Linked DNA regions of Mus musculus: all the other regions are linked to region 1. A link is a contact called in public promoter capture Hi-C data. All regions are on one chromosome and are shown on one strand. The core of a region is the stretch at or near the end of the contact, and the rest is flanking DNA. Distances in the headings are between cores, read along the strand shown.

Evidence for each region. Promoter capture Hi-C pulls out the DNA fragments that hold promoters and counts their contacts.
Region 2: a contact with region 1 is called in a promoter capture Hi-C map of hippocampal neurons, with 5 times the contacts expected there. The contact joins the promoter of Epha1 here to the promoter of Tcaf1 in region 1. A contact is called at or near these places in 3 of 39 promoter capture datasets (cranial neural crest, hippocampal neurons and maxillary cranial neural crest).
Region 3: a promoter capture Hi-C map of hippocampal neurons shows a contact between it and region 1, with 4 times the contacts expected there. The contact joins the promoter of Fam131b here to the promoter of Tcaf1 in region 1. A contact is called at or near these places in 8 of 39 promoter capture datasets (the 3T3-L1 cell line, cranial neural crest, embryonic stem cells and 4 more), 2 of 484 Hi-C or Micro-C datasets (cerebral cortex and uterus), 3 of 115 datasets of contacts at active chromatin or transcription factors (astrocytes, pancreatic cancer cells and stem cell-derived neural progenitor cells) and 1 of 9 other capture datasets (adipose tissue).
Region 4: a contact with region 1 is called in a promoter capture Hi-C map of second pharyngeal arch cranial neural crest. The contact joins the promoter of Gstk1 here to the promoter of Tcaf1 in region 1. A contact is called at or near these places in 11 of 39 promoter capture datasets (the 3T3-L1 cell line, 3T3-L1-derived adipocytes, cranial neural crest and 7 more).
Region 5: a promoter capture Hi-C map of hippocampal neurons shows a contact between it and region 1, with 3 times the contacts expected there. The contact joins the promoter of Zyx here to the promoter of Tcaf1 in region 1. A contact is called at or near these places in 6 of 39 promoter capture datasets (cranial neural crest, embryonic stem cells, frontonasal cranial neural crest and 3 more), 3 of 484 Hi-C or Micro-C datasets (extraembryonic endoderm stem cells, nephron progenitors and uterus), 2 of 115 datasets of contacts at active chromatin or transcription factors (extraembryonic endoderm stem cells and stem cell-derived neural progenitor cells) and 1 of 9 other capture datasets (adipose tissue).

The regions. Positions count from the first base shown.
Region 1 is chr6:42,708,804-42,711,503 of GRCm38.p6, reverse strand. Tcaf1 (TRPM8 channel-associated factor 1) reads left to right here and starts at 1,389. Exons shown (of 9, transcript NM_001355769.1): 1 at 1,389-1,545.
Region 2 is chr6:42,371,865-42,374,564 of GRCm38.p6, reverse strand. It overlaps Epha1 (Eph receptor A1), which reads left to right and starts at 1,297. Exons shown (of 18, transcript NM_023580.4): 1 at 1,297-1,439; 2 at 2,323-2,390. The coding sequence starts at 1,355. All of the region lies in intron 2 of 2010310C07Rik (RIKEN cDNA 2010310C07 gene), which reads right to left.
Region 3 is chr6:42,323,313-42,326,012 of GRCm38.p6, reverse strand. Fam131b (family with sequence similarity 131, member B) reads left to right here and starts at 1,373. Exons shown (of 7, transcript NM_029528.5): 1 at 1,373-1,571. The coding sequence starts at 1,544.
Region 4 is chr6:42,244,574-42,247,273 of GRCm38.p6, reverse strand. It overlaps Gstk1 (glutathione S-transferase kappa 1), which reads right to left and starts at 1,339. Exons shown (of 8, transcript NM_029555.2): 1 at 1,181-1,339; 2 at 643-724; 3 at 335-463. The coding sequence starts at 1,252.
Region 5 is chr6:42,348,404-42,351,103 of GRCm38.p6, reverse strand. Zyx (zyxin) reads right to left here and starts at 1,276. Exons shown (of 10, transcript NM_011777.3): 1 at 985-1,276; 2 at 628-847; 3 at 1-158. The coding sequence starts at 835.

The DNA of each region.
Region 1 (2,700 bases), core at 140-2,639:
TCAGGCTACCCGTCAGTCATGTTACAACTGAAGCACACTGTGACAATGTGTGAGAAAGGTCTCCTCAAATTCTCAGAGGCTGTCAGAAATATGCTGGGAGCCTGGTACTGGCTCCCCTCTTTTATCTTTTGCTCCAGGACCCAGCACTACTTGGCAAAGAACATGTAAGTAACATGTAAGTCGGAAGAAGGATGAGCATATGGGCTAGATGTCGATGGAGCTGTGCAAAGACCCCCAGAGAATGATTTGATTTTGAGTTAGGTACCAGTGAGCTGAGCTGAAGGTCAGTGATGAAGGGACCCACATTACAAAGAGGATGTCCTAGTTACAACAGAGTGAACTCAATCAATGTGACAGTACGATGCAATCACCCATGTCTGGAATTACCTGCCCTCTTTCAGGTTAAAGCAGACATTTGCACGATCTTTGTCACATGTAGTCGTAGAGTCCTATTTTAACCCTGATAGAGACAAGTATCACAGAACAGGGCAAAAACATCCTAACATACCTTCGGGGGAAGACACACGACCCCATAGAAACCATATATCATTCTAGAGCATGTTAGGATGCAATGTTACAGGACCAAGAAGTTGTGATCTGGATGGAATTAGGCTTGCTAGTTACCTGACCCTGAGCTGAGAAGTCATTTGGATAGAACCACTGGAATGGATACCAGGGTCCCCTAAGGAACTGAGGGCATCAGAAAGCTGAGAAGATGCCATAGCAGAAGTATAGGGTGGAGTGATGAGGCCACTGCCTCTGCAGACAGGGCAAGTCCCTGAGCAGGCAAAGTCAGATCATTTGAGGCCTACTCTGGAATCTGGAGAAGGGAGGAAAGCAAATCCTCCCATTGATTTTCCCAGCTTTACCCAGTGGAACCTGTGCCAGGCTTCTGATGTACAGAACTGTAAGATGTCGGAAGGGTGTGGCTTAATTCACCTCCTTGTCTGGCAATTTGTTGTAGCCGCCACTATTCACTCATACTTCCAGTTTATGAAACTAAGGAAGATGCAACAGCTTCAAACTCCAGATGTTTGGGATATAACAAAGTGTAGACACACTCTCTTCTACCAAAACTTGACTTTTTCATTAAATTTAATATAGGACCCATAGCTTTAATTCTTCTCTTAATATAATTGTGTATAATTTCTGATAAAAGCTCTCTTGTTTTATCAATGTCTTATTTGTTCACAGTGTTAAGCTGTATGTATGTATGTATGTATGTATGTATGTATGTATGTATGTATGTATGTGTTTTAGAAATTGGCCAGCTGCACATCCAAGCCTTGGAGCAGAAATTGACATAAAGGAGAGCCTCTAAGGTCTGGGGGCAGAGAGCGGAGCACCGCCCACATCCCCGTGTAGCCAATCAGTTCTCAGGACGGCCCATTGCTTGCTCCCCCTTCTCTGCCAGTGACTTTCCACGTCCCCCATCCACTGGTCCACCGCCTATTCCCTTGCAGGCCTGAAGCTTCTTCCCCTTGGGTAGCTTCCTCCTTTGCTGTTGTGCCTCCGAATCAGCACTTCAGGGAACAGCGACGCAGAGTGAGTCTGGCTCCGCGATAGGGTCTGCACCAGGAGAGGCCTGCGATGACAAAGGCCACTGCCAGAAGGGTGGGGTGCTTCGCGGGGAAGGGGGCAGGAGGTGGCGAGTGCCTGGGGCTGCGTGGGGGGCTGGTGTGGGCAACTCGGGCGTGCGGAGGTGGCTGATGCATTCCACATTGAGACCTTCCTCTCTGTCTCTTTCTGAGCTTTCCGCTGCTTTAGATATCTCCTTCAGTCTTCCTGCATTGTTATCCCTTCGCCAGCCAGGAACCCCCTCCCAGCCGTTTCCCATTTCCTTATTGAGTGGTTTGTGTTCAGCAGGGAGCCTTTGGGATTTGATGAAAGGAACCTCAGAGGTTGCGGAAGGAGACTCCACACAGAATTCTTTAAGGGCCACAGTCCCTGCTTAGCCTCCTTTACCCGCCCCCAGGTAAAAGTCCTCTCCATGTCCTTTAAGCACCCAGGGGCCTGGAGTATATTTGCTCTGAGAGGTGGGTGGGAGGATGTGGGCAGGGTGCTGCTGAAATGGGTGTGGGGCTTCTGGAGAACGCAGGTCTGGACCGCCTTCGGCCTGCAGCAGCAGGGGCTTAGATTATCCAGTTGGCAGATACACAACCCCCCACCCCCCGCAGGCCTTCTGGGTTGGCCCAACCTGAAATGAAGGACAAAAATGGAAGAGGGGGAAAAAGGATCTTGCCAATTAGACAATCGTGGAAACGTGGAGGAAGAATCTCTTAAAGAGATGAACCAATGTCTCTTGTCTATGGGCTGACCCGCTAACCATTTGTCCATTCTCCAAAGGATTTGCAAAGTGATTGCGTTTCAGCTAGCTCTTCACTCTGTTTTGCGTTGCTTTAAAGACTTAAGAATAAAATGAATGCTTATCATTCCAAAGTGGTCTAATCTACAAGATAGTGAAATAAACGCTTGGCCGTCTTGTAAGTAAAAAAATAAGGCTTGAATACCATAATGGAGGGTCTCATTTCTGCCCTTCCCTGCCTGAGACTTGGCATCCTTCGCGATTTTCCTTTCAACTACGCCGTTTTCATAGTTCTACTCTTATGTGTAAAACATACATGGGTTGCTTTATGATTTTGTCATGCTTTCATTCATGAATATTATCCTGTATATTCTTATAGCTCTAGGATTAATCCT
Region 2 (2,700 bases), core at 48-2,547, 340 kb after region 1:
TTCTATTCAACATTTAGTTCTTCCCATTGAACATGGTTTTTCCAATGACTATTATATATTACATTTACTTATTTATGTCAACAAGAGTAGGGTAGGTCAAGAAATTAGGGATCATATTTATCTACCAATACTTATATATTTTTTTAAAATGGAAAATAAGAAGAAGCATTAATTCTAATAGTATCTACGATCTACCACTTCCCCTCCAGTACAATGACCAAAATATGCAACAATTTAAATGGTAAAAAGATATGCGTGAGTCATATTAATGGGGTGAAGCCAGAAAAGGATGAAAAAGAGGGGCCCCAGGGACTGGAGCCATGAGTGGCTGCATAGCTCACACTGCTAGCCTGTTTTCATCTCTTTGGGGTTCCGCCCTGCTTACCTTATAGTCATCTGTGTGCTGACTTCAGCTCCCCCTACCCCCTAGCCCTCTTCAGACAAGTAATTTGTTTAGGATAAGTACTTTACTGTCTCTGAGCTTAAAACACATACATAGTGAAAGCTGAACAGACATCTATTAAGTAGGATGGGAGGCAGTCCCAAAGAGAGAGCCCAGAGCTGCCACCTCTTCACTAAAACTGTACTGGAAATGCTCCCCAGGTCCCCGTGTCTGCACCGTGGGTATAAGGCAAAGTTCAAACTCCTCCTCCTGTTTACCAAAACCTTCCCGGTTCTGGTCCACACCTGTCTTTCTGCCCTGGCTCCCAAGACAAATGCTGTGCCCCAGCAGTCAAACTGGTCCATGTACCACTCCCTGAGCACACCTTGAGGCTCCCTGCCTGCAGGCCTTTCTCAATCTCAATCTTTCTCTGCCACTAAACACCCTGGTCACGCCAGCTTCCCCCCCCCCCCCCCCTGAGGATTACTCCTGACTTTGTTAAGGATTGTACCAATTTGCATGGTTGTCATCGAAGCCGAACAGGATGAAGGAATGTCTCCCACTCCTAAATTTCCAAGTGAGCATGACAAGTCTCGAGTCCACAGAAAAGAAAGGGAGTAAAACGGAGATCTTTTTTAAGTCAAGCTGAATTCGATTGAAAGCTGGATCAAAACTGGGTTGGGTTTAGGATACATTTAAGAATGTCTGTCTAGTCAATTCCTAGCAACACCCACTAGGCGGCGCCTTCAGTCTCATTCCAACCAAGACGCCTCCAGGTTTTAAAGTTTATTACCTGTCTAACAAGTTTCCTTCCTGTCCTCCTGTCCCTTTAAGAAGGTGAACCAGGTGAGGCTGAGGCCCCGCCCCTCATCTGGCCCCGCCCTCCGCCCCCGCCTAGCCGGCCTGGATCGCCCAGTCCCTCGCGACCTGGCCCAGCCGTAGGGGCCGTGGTCCCAGGTCCCGGCCGGCGCCATGGAGCGGCGCTGGCCCCTGGGGCTTGCATTGCTGCTGCTGCTGCTCTGCGCCCCGCTGCCCCCGGGGGCGCGCGCCGAGGAAGGTACCGACCCCCGCCCTCTCCCTTTCCCGGCTGACGGGCAGCAGCCTGCAAGAGCCGGCATTCCTGAGGAGGCCCTCTTCCCCGAGCCCCACTACTTCTCCCTGGCTTCTCCCCAGTAGCGGGAAGATCGATTGGCCAGGCCAATCTTTGGTCTTTAACCCCAGACTCCTGCCCACGGGATCAGTCACCCCTACTCTGTTGGCCAGCACTATTTGCTGCGGTTGGAGAGGGAGTTCCTGACCACAGCCAGGAAGCTGCATTCCTACTGCAGCATCATGGGACCCTCCAAATGCCCACCCCTGACTTTGCAGCAGCACTCAGAAGTCTGAGGCGGAAAGCCTCCTTCTGCCAGCCTAACCGGAGCACAAATAATCCTCCAGTGGTGGAAGGATTAGAACTTTTGGGATTGCTAGGTGTAGGGGTCCAATCTTCCACCTAAAGTTTTGCACACTCTGTCCATGCCCCTCCCACTTCCCAAAATCATAGCTTCACCTAAGGCCCCACCTCCTCTACCCTCACCTACCAGAGCAGGCCACTGACAACTGGAGTCAAAATCCAGCAGGATCCCCCTGCCAGGGTCCCACTCAGGACTACAAAGGCTTAGCTTCCCTGACGTCCGCCCACGGCATCCTTGCAGATGTTCTCCAGGGCTCCGTGGGTGCCACGTCTGGGGTTGCTCTTCCAACGCTTGCCGTCCTGACTCTGGTTCAGGCACCAGTCCCCCAGCCCTTGCCCCACTCTGCCTTTCTCCTCTGCCTCAGGATGTCACACTGTTAGGAAGACGTTCTGGGCAGCCTCGGACTGGGGAGTCCCAGAATACCCAGTGTAGGGAGTTGGGTACCACCACCCCAGGGATGACATCGTTCTTTTCTCCCCCATTCAGTCACTCTAATGGACACAAGCACAGCACAAGGAGAGCTGGGCTGGCTTCTGGATCCCCCAGAGACTGGGGTAAGTATTTGAAGGACCTGGGAAAGTTCAAGTTTGAAGGCCAGTGGGAAATGGGGTGGAGAGGTGGGTGGAGGAACAGAAAAGAGCAGGAAAAACTGGAAGTGTCTCCTCAAAGAGGGGGAGGGGAGCTGAGTCAGAGGCTCCTGAATGGTACTCCTAGGGAGCTGGGGGGTGTCAAACTCCACTCAGTGGGACTATCGCTACTCCCTCACCCTCCTACCATAGGGTTGGGGGTGGGGGTATGAGCTCTCGACTCCCAGGGAGAGTATGCCTATGCTAAGGAAGGCTGGATGAGAGCTGAGACACCTGG
Region 3 (2,700 bases), core at 124-2,623, 390 kb after region 1:
ACATATTCATCCTGTCTCATCATATCATCTCCTCGAAGTGTTACAATGCATCAAAGCCCTTAGGACACTTGCAGCAGTTGCAAACACTAAGTTCTTGGCCTTTCCAGCCTCCAAACTTCCAATCTTTATAAACTTCCTGGTCTCAGGAATTTTGTTATAGTACCAAAATGAGCAAAAATATCTATCCTCTCCCATATCTTCATCTGGGATGTCATCAGACGTAATTCCTCAATCATAATCTAAATGTCACAAACTTACACGTGTAAGGCATGCCCTTTTTCTCTGCCTCAAACCCACAAGGCCTCCTGCCCCTCTTCCTCTCTAATCCCAGGAAAGAGACAAAAACCTATGGAAAACAAGCTGGCCCAGAATTAGTGTTTGCTTTTTGTTGTTACCATTGTTGTCAATGGTACCACCCAGACCCGCTTGCCCAAGGTTTGCAGTTACTGGTTCGACTAAGAGGAAATGGTCTCCTTGTCCTTCCTAGTGTGTCTTCTAGACTCTTCTTGCCAGTTGAAATAGTGCCTGCTGACTCTCCCAACTCAGATCTCCCTTTCCTTTCCCATGGGGCCCTTGGTGTAGTGCTGACCCTTCTCGGCAGGGGGCAGTATTCTCCCTTTTGCTGCTTCCGGACATCCACATAAAGCTCAGAAAAGTTAAATTCTGATTTAAAGCCATGTCTTGCGGCCGGTTTCCGATCCTGATATTTTCATTTCCCTACAGCTGCAATAGAATTATTCCCATTCTCCTCCCATCCGGACCCAAGCCTAGAGCTAGAATACTTGCACCATCCCCACACCCATCCCAAAACAGCTAGAGGACAGGGAAGCATCTCGCAGCATCCACTGGCAAAGACTTCACAATATGTTTGGGTGGGCAAAGCAACGCACGTGAAACGCCGGGCAACCAGAACAGCATCCAATCCCGATTCGTGCGTCCCAGATGCAGCATCAGGAAGAAAACAAATGTTTGCGGAATTTGGTACCCAAGGCCAAGCAGGGTGTTCTCTCATCTCCGCCCCACTTTCTCTCTCGGCCTTCTCACCCCGCAGCCCTCAAAGTCCATCAAGCATATCCTAAGGGTGGGCCCTGGCTTCCTGACCGGGCTCCTGAGACAAGCGGGTTATTATCCACATTCTCCATCAGCATCTCCCGGGAGAACTCAGCGGGGATGGCGAGGAGCTCAGGGGCGGGGGTTGCGAAGGACAGGCGGAGGGACGTGGTTGCAGCGCGGCGAGGGGCGCGGGGAGCGCGGTGCCCGGTCGGGGGCAGGGCGGGGAGGCTCTGCGCGCAGCCAATCCCCGAGCAGCCCCCTCCCCGGCCGCGGAGAGCTGAGCGGGGCGGGGGAGCCAGGCGGTGGCGGCGGCGGCAGCGGCGGCGACGGAGGCTGCCGTGGGGAGGGATGGAGAGGGGAGGGGGGAGCGGAGCCGAGCGGAGACAGCCGCGGCGCTGCAGAGCGGCTGGGGCGGCGGCGCGGTTCCCGGTGCTCCCCCCGGCGAGGGCCCCGAGTCGGTGAGGGCCGGGACCCGGCGGCCCCCGGAGCCATGGGCTGCATCGGCTCGCGGACTGTGGGTGGGTACCGCAGCCCGGCGCGGGTCAGGGGCAAGCTCGCCCCGGGGCGCTCCTCCGGCCCCCTCCCCCATCCCCATCCTTGCCCCTGGGGACCTCCCTCCGCGCCCGCCCGGCCCTGCCTCGCGCCTTTACTTTCCCTCCATCCGCTAAGGTCCCTCTATCCTTGTGCCCTCGCGCCTCCAGGGCTTCCATCCCTCTCAGCTCATAGCCTTCTCTCCATCGCCCTCCCGCAGGCGCGGTCCTTCCCTGGTAGCCTCTCCACAGCATCCTTCGCGGCTCAGTCGCTGTTCCCTACTCCCGATGGCCCCATCCCTCCACCTTCAGGCCATTCGCGTCTACTCTGCTGTAGCCAGAGCCTCCCCGAGCCCTTCTTTCGGGAGCAGCCCCTCTTCTCAGAACCTCCTCTCCAGCCTCATCCCTGACTTTCTTCCGCACGCCCCCTCCCATCTTCACCCTCTTCTCCATATGGCATGTGTGTTTTGCCCCCAACCATTTCCCTCTTGGTAGCCTTTTCCCGTCGCTCCTGCCTCCCCCCGATTTGCTTTGTTCACGTGCATTTTCCCTCTGGGGCGGGGGCGGGAAGAGCGTGTGCCACCGGGAGGGAATGGGTTCCACGCTTGGAGGGAATGGTCTTGGGCCGGGGTGCTCTGGAAGAGCCGTGGACTCAGGGAGGAGGTGGAGGTTTACCTCCCCGAGAGAGGTCGGGAGTCCGCTTCCCAGAGGGTGGGGTCCGCCTAGGAACCCTGGGACCCGCCTGCACCTGTCAGCGGGGGCAGGCGGAGCAGGGCCGGCTTTTTATTTACCTTTGGCAGGGGGAGGGAAGAAAGGCGCTTCCTTAATGGTCCTCTCCTTCCAGCCCCTGCCTTACTACCGCCCCCTACCCCCACCCTACGCATCCATTCCACTTTAGGGCTGAACACATTAGTACAGTCCTCTCCCAAACCCCCCAATTTTCCCCTTCCTAACTCCCAATTTCTCCCGCCTACACGCCCTAGTGACCTCAGGCTGAGAGAATAATTCGTATTATTATTACAAACAAACTACACTCTCCGGAAGCCTGATTTCTGAGACCCGGTTTATTTCCATGGAGACCCTCCTCTGCTTTTACCTCTTTCCCTGTTCTCCTCCC
Region 4 (2,700 bases), core at 90-2,589, 460 kb after region 1:
CGTCACCTGCAGTCTTTAATTCCAGTTTCTCATAATGGATTTACTCTATGCAGTTCTTGCTTCTCCCATCCCTCTCTTTTGGCTAGCTGATGCTGGGTTCCCCACACAAGCATGTTTTATTTCTTGATATCCTATGAAAGCCTCAGCTGGACTGCTCTCCACTACATTCCCCAGTGTTTCTGACCCTCTTCACTTATTTATTTCTGTTTCCTCTGAAACTGGAGTTATAGGTGGTTGTGACCCACCATTGTGGGTGCTGGGAATTAAATTAGGTCCTCTGGAAGAGCAGCCGGTGCTCTTAACTGCCGAGTCTTCTCTTCATCCTCCTCCTCACCTTTCTTCACAGTCTCACCAAAGAAATCCTTGGGTATGTTGAGGGGAACCTGGAAGAACTGCTTCAGGAGAGGAATCTCTTTGAAGATGTACTGGCCTTTTCGGGGAACCATAGCAGGTGGTTGGTTTCCTGGCAGTGGAGAGTTAAGACAACTGGTGAGAGAGGACATGAGGGTCTACTGGAACCTCTCCAGTAGAAAGCAAACTACTAGTTTAGGCTGAGGTCTGCATACTCAGTGCAGGACAGGCCCCTCAGGCCACAGAAAGCAACCCTCCTTGCCCAGAGAGGTGGAGCTTCTTCATGCTTACCGCTGTCTTTCATGATCCCAGCGATTAAAGTGGGCCGCAACTGCAGCTTTATATTCCAGAGGTGTTGGTATCTGCATAGGACCTACAAGTGCAGAGATAAGAAGGGGAGCTTGTGTGGCATTTGAGGGCTGTCTTCTGCCTCTAAGTGCTGGACAGAGATGGGGACTTCACACTGAACTGGTTGGTTTAATAGGACAAAACTCTCAGTTCTTTGAAATAGATACCAGAATGCTTACTCCAGTGTACGGTTTTCATCCCGTAGAGCATCCTAGCGCCCCTGATCCCCCTCCCCGAACTTGACCTAGCTTCATTGGAGTTGCCTCTGTTCTTTCTAGGGTCTGTGGAAAGAGAATATTTGACCTTAGGATCAGGACCCTACTTGGCGGAGTCTCGGTCCGTTTAAAGGCACAAAGTGAACTTGAACCTGAACCCTGTGCTAACCCTGAGGGCATCCACTGGAATTTCTGCAGCCCGGTGATCAGTGCCCCACTGTGCACTCGCCTCGCAGACCACAACCCGGGCGGCTCCCCCGTGTCACCTCAAAGCCCAGCCAGGAGTACGGGGACAGCACGTCGTAGAAGAGTTCCAGGATGCGCGGCGCCGGCCCCATTCTACAGTGGTGAGAGAAAGTGAACTTGAAGCCTTGGGCTGCCGAAGAGCTTTAGGTAGCTGAAGAGCAAGCAGCCAATCGTAGTCCGCGAATTGCAGGCGGGTCTGCTAAGGGCCCTAGTGCGCAGTCTCCGGGAGAGGCCCCGCCCTATAGGGCTGGCCCAGGGGTGTACACGGGTAGACCAAGAGCGGATGAGGAAGGCGGAGTCTGAGATAAAGGGGAAGGTCAGATCCAGAGAAGGATCTCAAGTGTGTGCAGCCAGCTCTAGAACTTTGTCCCTCAAGCAAGAAGGCAATACACAAGGATCCAAATTTGCGTTGGATGACGTTTAAAGACCGGCAATATGGAAGTTCCGAATTGCATCTTTTATTGTATTCACTTTCTCAGAGATAAGAACAATGTTTAGAATGAATTTGACAGTTGACATAGTGGTCTTTTAAAAAATCTTCATTCTATACATTACAGCACACCCAGGGGATGCCTGAAACTGTAGATGAAACTCTACATATTATGTTTTTTTTCTACACACAGTAAATTATAACTTATAAATTAGGCACATTAGTGATGAATGCTAGAAGAACCATAACATGCCACACTAAAATTTGTGCCTTATTATAATAAAAATGTTACTTGAACATAAGTATTTCATCAGTACAGCACTTGATCTGATAACGGAGGTGGTCACAGAAATGGAGGTAGGTAATATATACAGTGTGGACACACTAAACAAAAGGATGACTTACATCCCAAGAGGGAAGGCACAGGACTTCATCTGCTACTAGTATTATTCATTTATTTAGGGTTTTTGGGGGAGTGGGGTGGGGTCTTGATATGTTGCTTTGTATATCCTGGAACCATATACTATTGTTATCATTTATTATTAAAAGTTTTGGTATTATAGATGATATGGGGGGAAAAACAAAAATATATTCCCTTTTCGTCTGTGGAGGGGGTTTAGTGGGTCAATGGTGCAACTGTGTTGACCTGATTTTTGATCTTCAGAGTACACATGATGCTGTGTTTAGTAGCATTAATCTGTAATCCCAGTGTTCCTACTATGAGATAGGAGGTAGAGACAAGAGAGTCCTTGGAAGCTCCCTGGCCACTTATCTTAGCATACATAATACTGCTGTATATTCAGAACCTTGATTAAACAAGGTGGACAACAAGGAAAGACCTCCTCATGTGGGGTGCCCACATTGTAATATTCAAACATACGCACATCACATACTGACAGGTTAAAAATGTACTTACTTTTATTTTCTTACACCATTATATTGCTGAGAGTAATAGCTAGTGTTAAAAGAAAGCTTTAGACAACTTAGAGTACCTTTAGCAAAGAACACTTCAGACATTAGGTAGCATCAGGAGAGGTTCAAAGAGTGCCACTCTGCAATGTGGGCGTTTAATATTTACAGACAGAAAAAGTGATTAAGGCTCAGAAATAA
Region 5 (2,700 bases), core at 27-2,526, 360 kb after region 1:
CAGTGGAGGTGGAGGGGAGGGGAAGATGTCCTCCTCCAGAGGAGCAGGGGGGAATGGTTCCTCGATCATCGGGGGAGGTGGAGGTGGGAAGGCACCTCCCAGGGCACCCTCTGAGTCGTCGCCCTCCCCAATAAGGGGAGGAGGGGGCAAAGGAAAGTCTGGGTAGGAAGGAGAGAAAAGGCTATCAGTACCGACCCTCTTTCCTCCTCTCCTCAGACGACTGCTTTAACCCCTAATCCAAGAACTCTTTCCTGCATCCCAAGAGTGTGTGCAGACCATAACGAGGGGCTCAGGATGCCCTGGGCGAAGCAGGTCGAGTGAGAACGAGCCAGGTTGAAGAACCGTGCAGCTCCCGTTACACTTCAGAGAACGGATCCAGAGGGGAAGATTCCTGGCCCACATTCCCGCCTCCTACCCCCAGGCGGGAGACTTGGAACAGTCCCAAGGGTCCTGGCTCCCAGCCAGGAGCTCCAAGATGAGGTAAGAACATCTGCTCAGGACAGGGTAGCCACCCAGCGCCCAGCCCCCTCCGCAACAGCCTTTTCAGACAACCCCAAATTCCCCAAACCACCGACCCCCACCCCTGGCGCCCGAGAAAGATCAGGGCCCCCAATCCCAGCCGCATACCTTCCGGGGGTGGTGGTGGGATCTCGCCCACCCGACCCATCTGCGCTCTTTGGGCCCCGGCTGCTACAGGAGGCTCGCTGTCCCCAGGCCGGAAAGGATTCACTTTGGGCTTTGGGGCCACAACCGGGGCGAACTTCTTCTGCGGGGCGTAAAACGCGGGGGCCGAGACGGAGACGGAGATCGCGGGAGGCGGGCGGGGGGCCGCCATGGCCAGGCCGGGCTGCAGGGGGTGGGGTCGTCAGGTTACGCAGAGCGGTGTCGGACTGACACTCCTCGGTCTAAGCGCCCCTCGGTGACCCCACCCGCGCCTCCCCGCGTCCCCTTCCCGGGGCGGCGGAGCTTCTCCCCGCTCCTCACCGCGCGCAGGAGCGTGAGAGGCGCGTCTCGGATGACCGCCTCGGCGCCGAGTCCGCGGACTCTGCGTCCCGGTCCGGAGCCGCTTCTAGCCAAGCGGGGAGGGACGTCGTGCACGGGAAGGGAGGGAGGGGGCGGGGAGAGAGCGGCGCCCAGACCATACAAGGAGCGGCCCGGAGAGGGGGCGGGGAGAGACCGGGGAGGGAGGACCCGACAGGAAACTCCCCCAGGAAGGGGCCCAGGTCCTGCCCCGGGCTCCAGGCTCTGCAAAGGTCCGCCTGCGGCCTCCCTACTCACCACCGCCCCCGCCGGGCACAGACCACCCTTCCCCAGCACAGGCCTCTGATGTCATTTCCTGACCTGCCACCTACCCCACCTCCCTCCTCCCGACCCGCGAGTGCTGGAGAACTGACTCACTGTCCGCACTCCAGGCTGAGCAGGCTGGCTAGTAATCCCAGCGGTCCTGAAGCAGCTCAGTCGCGCACCCCGGGCCTGCCTGCCATTGACCGACCCCGCCCCTCCCTGCAGCTTCAGCTCCGCGTCCCACGTGTCCTGTGGTCAGTCCCGGAACGCAGGACTGGGATGGAACTGTACTCCTGGGTGGGCGGGGGATGGTGAAGGGACGTTGGCCCTGCGGGCACTTGGCTCCCAGGCCGGCCTTCTGTAACCCACTAGTGTGTGAGCAGGAGCCTAAGCTGGGGGAATGCTAACTTCCTGAGCTAGGCAGCCTCTTAAGGCTTCTAGGAATTCGCTTTGCCCTAGACCCGCCTGCAATAGTATTGCCCCGGGGACAAGAGTCCAGTGCTTTGAGTCCAGGAATGGAGGTACAAGGGCGAAGTCAGGGCGAGTGGTCAGACAACCTAGGAAGACCCAAATAGCCCCCGGGGACTAGTCCTTGAGGATCCCTTCAGCAAGCCTTTCCCAGTCCCTCAAGAGTCTTTGGGTTGTCAGCGCGCCCCGGGACAAAGCTCGGTGGAGCCCCCCACTGGTCCTACCAGATTCCTCAGCCTGAGACTGCCCCAGGCTACATGAAAGAGATATGACTAAGCTGGTGTCTGCTTTTCTTACTTTCTTAATCTTGCATCTTTCCCTTCCGATCTTCTTCTTCTTCTTCTTTTTTTTTTTTTAAACAACACACGGAAACTTCGTCCAAATTATAGAGTTACGAGCTAGAGCCTCTAGTCCAATATCCAACCCTCGGTGCTTCCTTTGGTTTCGCCCTGTCATCCCTGGCTGAGGCTCCAAACCTTGGCGCTCCCCATCTGCTGCACCCTACTGTCCAGTATGGTTGGTCAGTATATGTCCTTGAGCTATGCTTTAGGGGCATGCAAACTAACCCCATGAACCTAGGATAAGAAACTGGGGGATGTTACCTGAAAAGACGGCCCCAAGGGTTGCACTCAGGTCAGAGTTAATTAACCCTGTTGGCAAAGATGGAGAAACTCCGTGAGGTCAGGGAGCCTGGTTTCCAACTCAGTGGACAAGATTTTTCATTCATTCGGTTTCATTGCCTCCATTGTAAAAGGGATGGCATTTAGTTCGTTTGCCTGCTGCTTTATGTGAAGAGATAAATAACATGCCATGCCTGAAAATTCTATATAGTTCTCAGTATTACTTCCAAGTTCCAGCCTGGAAAACAACGGAAATTTCCAGCCAGTTAACCTAGGCAGCTTTCTCTCACATGCTCCCTTCTAGCTTGCCAGGCAGGTTTACTGTGTC